Regions from separate parts of the Muntiacus reevesi genome. Here region 1 is linked to region 2. The links are chromatin contacts, called in public Hi-C maps. All regions are on one chromosome and are shown on one strand. The core of a region is the stretch at or near the end of the contact, and the rest is flanking DNA. Distances in the headings are between cores, read along the strand shown. Region 1 holds the start of ANKRD49 (ankyrin repeat domain 49). Region 2 holds the start of MSANTD4 (Myb/SANT DNA binding domain containing 4 with coiled-coils).

The links. Hi-C and Micro-C count contacts between places; a contact is called where the count stands out from the background.
Region 1: a Hi-C map of muscle shows a contact between it and region 2, with 7 times the contacts expected there. The contact joins the promoter of ANKRD49 here to the promoter of MSANTD4 in region 2. A contact is called at or near these places in 2 of 3 Hi-C or Micro-C datasets (blood and muscle).

The regions. Positions count from the first base shown.
Region 1 is chr9:88,497,823-88,501,062 of mMunRee1.1, reverse strand. ANKRD49 (ankyrin repeat domain 49) reads left to right here and starts at 1,318. Exons shown (of 5, transcript XM_065944282.1): 1 at 1,318-1,361. MRE11 (MRE11 homolog, double strand break repair nuclease) reads right to left here and starts at 1,170. Exons shown (of 20, transcript XM_065944423.1): 1 at 1,036-1,170; 2 at 175-292. The coding sequence starts at 194.
Region 2 is chr9:88,225,997-88,228,988 of mMunRee1.1, reverse strand. MSANTD4 (Myb/SANT DNA binding domain containing 4 with coiled-coils) reads left to right here and starts at 1,449. Exons shown (of 3, transcript XM_065944413.1): 1 at 1,449-1,526.

The sequences.
Region 1 (3,240 bases), core at 69-2,568, 270 kb before region 2:
TTAATAAACATACAGTATGAATTGTTAACCATTCTAAATACTCATTGACGACTAACACTTGTGTTCATGCAAGCTCTTTATTTACTAAGTAAGTTTTCTTTTATGGTGATCATAGTCGATAGGCTATTTGGTAGAAACCCAAACCAACAATGATTTCGGAAGAAAGGTGCTTACAGGGCATCCGCAGGACTCATTTCTATGGTCAGTCCACCTCCTCCGAGACCAGTTCCCTCTGCAAGTACCCTTGGGTCCGGTGCTCAAATAGGTCAGAAAACTCACTCGATTCCAAATTCTAAAACAAAATTTTATTTAAAACACATTTTTAAAATGCAGACTGGCAATTTTGGAAGAGTCTCATTTTCACTTAAGCACCTACTATATTTTTATTTTTAATGTTAACAACAACAAAAAATAGCATGTCTTCAGTGCCACTTCAGTTTTACCACTATAATTAAACTCCTCTCCTAGCTCCTATTGCTTGCCCTGTGGGAAGCTAATGTTTGTTAAATGAATGGGCAAAAGAGTCACACAATACTTCCGGTTTAGCACACGAATAACTCTGAACAGAAATGTTTTAAGTTGTATTCAAGGGCTACTCTGGAGCCTAAGAAGATCCTGTATTTCCTGCTTAAACACAGAATTACTTTAAAGAACGGGCTTGTTTTGAAAGGATAAGGGGTCCACGTTTGAATAAACAAAAACATGTCGTTGAAGGAAAATAGCCGCAGGAACCTAGTGGGCCATATAGTCCACGGGGTCGCAGAGATTCGGACACTACTGAGCGACTTTACTTTCACTTTCACTTTTGAAGAGGAGAGGCTGCCACTGTAGAACGACCCCTCCCACTCACAGATCGCCGGTTCGGTGAGGATCCCAAGCCTCAACGCGCCCGCACCACAGAACTCGCGGAACCTCCAAGCTCCTCCAGAGCCTACTGGGCCCATTCTTCCCACAAAGTCAGTCCTCTCTGGGCTTCCGCCCGCGACGCCGCAGACACAAAAAGCAACTCGCAAATTACCCCACACCTGGACTCACCACAGCCCCACCCTGGGGACCCGAAGCTGGCTTTTACCCGGGAAGGAGGGACAATCGCGACAACAAAAGCAACAGCACCACCCGGGATGGCGTCTCAGAACTGGCTTGTTGGTAAACCTGAATTAAGCGGGAGAGTAACAGCTTCTCCTCTCGCGATGCCTCATTGATGACGCAAGAGCTTCAACTCCTCTCATTTGCTGTCGAGTGCCGCGAGGTCGCAGGAAAAGTTGCCGCGAGGCCCCGCCCTCGTACAGGAGCCAATCCTGAGTAGCCGAGGAGACAGAACCCGGAAGCGAGGTTCCCGGCGGCGATTTTCCGACTCCGAGGTGGGTAGCTCTTTCTCGTCTGGGATCACACTTTTTGGTCGCTTGGCGCCACCTTTGAGCTCCTGAAGCGAAAGGAGCGGGCCCCTGTGGACCCGTGGTGAGCTCTGCAAACCCGACCGCGAAGTAGGTCCTCGGTAGGGCTAGAGCGGTTTCTTCGGGCTTAGAGGTTTTGAAGGCCGCATATGCGCCTGCTGGGCCTGTGAAGTGACCGGCCAGTGCCGGAGGGTCGGGACTGGTGGCCTTCTCTCTCACTACCCTCCTCAGAGACTGAACATTCGGCCTCTAGCTAACAAGCCTTTCGCTGTGTCTCCTGATTGTCTCCGTGGACCCCAGAGATTCAGCACACTTGTATTGCTTTGTGCTGACAGTGCATTAAAAAAACAATAATAATGTGAAACTTTTGAATTAGAAAATCTGGGCCTTTAGTTCCATTGAAAGTTGTTTTAATCTTTATAAATTTCAGCGCCTTCGCCTGTCTAATGGGGCTTATGGCTCCACCTCTCGCTGAGCTGTCTAAGAGTTGACATAGTTCGTGGAATGTGATCTTTAAAAAACATAACCTAGTTCCTCCTGTTGCAATATCATCAAGTAGAAATCTTGATCGACTGTTTAAATCTTGAATCAGGGAGATGCAACAGAGTTTGCCTTTTTAAATTAATTAAGAAATTTTTGTATGTAATTTATTTTACCTGGAACAGTAAATTCAAATTTTAAAAAGAGTTTTATAAAAAGGAGAGTAAGGGCACAAGATCTGTGCTATAATGTTGCTATGCTATACCTACACTCTCAGTAGCTTCAGTCCTGTTCGACTCTTGCGACTGTGGCTTGCCAGGCTCCACAATCTATAGTATTCTTTAGGCAAGAATACTGGAGTAGGTTGCCATGCCCTCCTCCTGGGTCTCCTCAAGATCTCCTCAAGGAGATCTTGACCCAGGGATCAAGCCCACCTCTCCTGAGTCTCCTGCATTGCAGGTGGATTCTTTACTGCTGAGCCACCAGGGAAAGCCCCAATAATGTTACTATGGATGCTGTAATTAATATGTGAACTTTACATTATTTACTGGTATTTATTAAGTGTTTAATGAATAGATGTATATTGCGTTGTAAGCATCAGAGAATAGTTTGAGAAAAAAGTGAAAATATTACAATATAAAAACTTTTTTGATAGGATCTCTTGACTGATCTGAAACACTGAACTATCTTAGAAAATTCCTTAGTGCAGTCCTTTCTTTGTGCAAGGATCTTCCCTAGTGACTCATGGTAAAGAATCTACATGCAAAGGAGGAGACCCAGGTTCTATCCCTGCGTGGGGAAGATCCCCTGTAGAAGGGAAAGGCAACCCATTCTAGTATTCTTGCCTGGAGAATTCCATTGACAGAGGTGGCTTGTGGGCTACAGTCCATGGGGTCATAAAGAGTTGGCCATGACTTAGCGACTAACACTGCATTGTGCAACAAAGTAATAGGTCCAGAGAAGGTATTGGTCATGAGTGATAGATTTAAACTTGACTTAAATGCTCTTGGCACTAGTATTAAAATATAATGATGCATTCAGTTCAGTTTAGTCACTCAGTTGTGACTCTGCGACCCCATGAACCACAACACACCAGGCCTCCCTGTCCTTCACCAACTCCCAGAGTTTACTCAAGCTCAAGTCCATTGAGTCCCTGATGCCATCCAACCATCTCATCCTCTGTCTTCCCCCTCTCCTCCCGCCCTCAATCTTTCCTAGCATCAGGGTCTTTTCAAATGAGTCAGCTTTTCGCATCAGGTAGCCAAAGGATTGGAGTTTCAGCTTCAACATCAGTCCTTCCAATGAACACCCAGAACTGATCTCTTTTAGGATGGACTGGTTGGATCTCCTTGCAGTCCAAGGAACT
Region 2 (2,992 bases), core at 200-2,699:
AGCAGGGAATAGGCACGGAGAAATCATTCTGGGTAGAAACAAAGCAATGCAAACTAAAAGCCTCAAGGCCACTGTTAAGTCCAGGAACTGAAAGAAGTCAAAGTAATTGGGGTAAGGAAGAAGGTAAATGAAAGAGGGGTAATGTTGATGAAAGATGAAGCCTGAGAAAAAAATAGAAGACACTTTTGTAAAGAGTTTGTACTTTATCACGAGTATGGTTCCACTAGAGACCTGTAAGCAGCTTGTCTTAGCTACAGTACGAAGAATAGACTACAGTCTTCTTGACGGTATGATTGACAGCCCAGTAAGGATGCTACTGCTGTAACTGAGGCTTTCAATGGAAGCCTGAACAAAGGCAATGAAAGACAGACCCATTAGTAACACCAGAACTAGAACTTGAGATGGCAGCTAAAGCCTCAGCAATTGCAAAGGGGATAGAGAAGAGAACTGAGAGGGAGGAAAACCAGGGGAAGCATTATGGAAATCAAATGAAGAAAGGTCAACAAGTCAAATATTTAATTTTATTTACTTTTTTTGAGTTTTTAAAAAATTTTTTTCATTTATTTTTATTAGTTGGAGGCTAATTACTTTACAATACTGTAGTGGTTTTTGCCATACATTGACATGAATCAGCCATGGATTTACATGTGTTCCCCATCCCATCCCTCTGGGTCTTCCCAGTGCAGCGGCCCTGAGCACTTGTCTCAAGCATGCAACCTGGGCTGGTGATCTCTTTCACACTTGATACTATACTTGTTTTAACGCTATTCTCTCAGAACATCCCACCCTCGCCTTCTACCACAGAGTCCAAAAGTCTGTTCTATGTCTCTTTTTCTGTTTTGCATATAGGGTTATCGTTACCGTCTTTTTAAATTCCATATATATGCGTTAGTAAGTCAAATATTTTATGAGGAGGTAAGATAAGCGCTGAGGAGTGATGACTAGATTTAGCTGCAAGGAAATCACAAGTGACCTTTGGCGGGGTTTTAGAGGGAATGACTGAGGCAAAATTAGGTCACCGTTGGCTGAGCAAAAGGTGATGCAGAGTTCGGAACCAGCTGGGAAATGCGAGGGTTCCACTTCCTCTTTGCCCTTTTAACAGGTTTGGGTCAAGGACAGGAACGGTTTGGAGATGAAGCTGACTGTGCTCCAATCGGGCAGAACGGCGCAGCGGGCGACCGCGAGGGGCCAATCCTTCACCACAGCGCTCTAGATTGACGGGTCCCGGCGCCAAGGAGCTCTGGCGGGAGGCCGAGTCACGGGGGGCGGAGTCAGGGCACTAACCCGGAACGGCTTGGGACGCGCTTTCCATTGTGAGGCCGGACCCGGGCGGGCCCTCAGCCAGAACGGCAGCGTCCTCCTGGCCAACGGGCGAGCCTCGATAGACGAGCGGCTGCCGCGGTAGCCAATGGCGTAGAGGTAGGGGCGGGCCGAGTCCGTGGGCGGGGAATTGATAAAGCATCTCTGCTACCCCGCCCCACACACACCCCAGAGGCGACGGTGGTGAGGTGCCGCCCGACCTGCTGGTGAGCGGCGGTGCAGCGGAAGAGGCTGTGAGGGGGGCGGTGTCTCCGCGGACGGTAGGTGTCAGCGGGGCGGCGTCAGGCCGCGGTCACCCCGCCGCTGGCTTTGGACCTGGCTTCGCAACGTCGCGGACCACAACGCTCAGGAGAGATCCCAGTCGCCTCTGCAGCCTGACCTGGGAGGGTGGGGAGGGCTCAGGCCTCTGCAGCAAGGCTGGCAAAGTTTCCGGGCCCCTGTTAGGGCTCTGATTTGCGGAGCGAGCACTTAATTCCAGGTTGCCCTGTAGCCTGTCAGGTGCAGCCGTGGCTGTGGCGGAGTCTGCGGCGCGCCCCCTCCTCCTGGCTGGCCTCCTGGGAACTCAGCCTTCCTGGATTCTCCCAAGGGGCTGTTCCAAAGAGAGAGGACGGGAGTGAGAGGTACTTTATTAATGTGATAACAGGGGACGCTTAAGTAAACTTTAGTCATTTACCTACCACAAGTTATAGGCAGGGAGTTGAATGTCTTCTAAGAGTATAGTGGCGACAGTAGGGCCCGGTGTTGTTGGGAGGTGGGAAGCCCACTTCAAAGAGGAATGGGGGAAGTTTGTAGATTTTGTGATGTTTTTCTTCTTGAACAATCTAATGAATTTACCTAAAAAAATTTTTTCGACTCAGAATTTATACCCAATTTTCCTTAGACCTCTTAATTCTGTCTTATCGTGCAGTCTTTAGGAACTTCATTCTCAAGTGTTAGTCCTTGGAAAAAAATTGCCCAGGTGTAATACGCATTTGGTGGTACACCATCTTCACAAGGATTATGTAAGTGAACTACTTACACCTATTTCCACCCAATAAAGAATGATTGTGAAATGGGATTTCAGGAAAATGGCTGTTCTCTGTGATTGGGCGTGGAAGAACTATGAATTTTTAGAGGTTGCAACTACTAAATTCCCTTTTGTAAAGATAGGGAAGACAACCAATATGAAAGGGATAGTATTTCACATCTAAAATGGCTTTTTAAAATATTTTGTGAGATATTTAGCTCCAGCACCAAGAATATGTGCCTGGCACATAGTAGGAGCTTGATATATTTGAGTACAATTATTGGGTAATGGATGATGAAAACCCAAACGGTTACATGAGTACAAAAATGTAAAGGAAAAGAGAGAAAAAAAATTCCTGGAAACATAGCTTAGTTTCTATTCACGCAAGCATAGCTACCAAATGTCAGCTCAAGGTTGCTTTGATTTGGGTACTTACTATCTTACATTAATCAGAAGGTGTCAAAGATTTTCACACAATTAAGCCATGGCTGACTGGAAGTATAAGATACATTTTGATATCAATTTCAGTGAGGTAGAAAATGTGTGTTAAAATGCAAATGCCTTTTGTCTAGAATTCCTCAGTGGTCTAGTGGTTAGGGTCTGTGCTTTCACTGCTGTGGCCCAGAATTCCCTGGTTGGGAAATTCCCACAAGCCATACCTGTCAG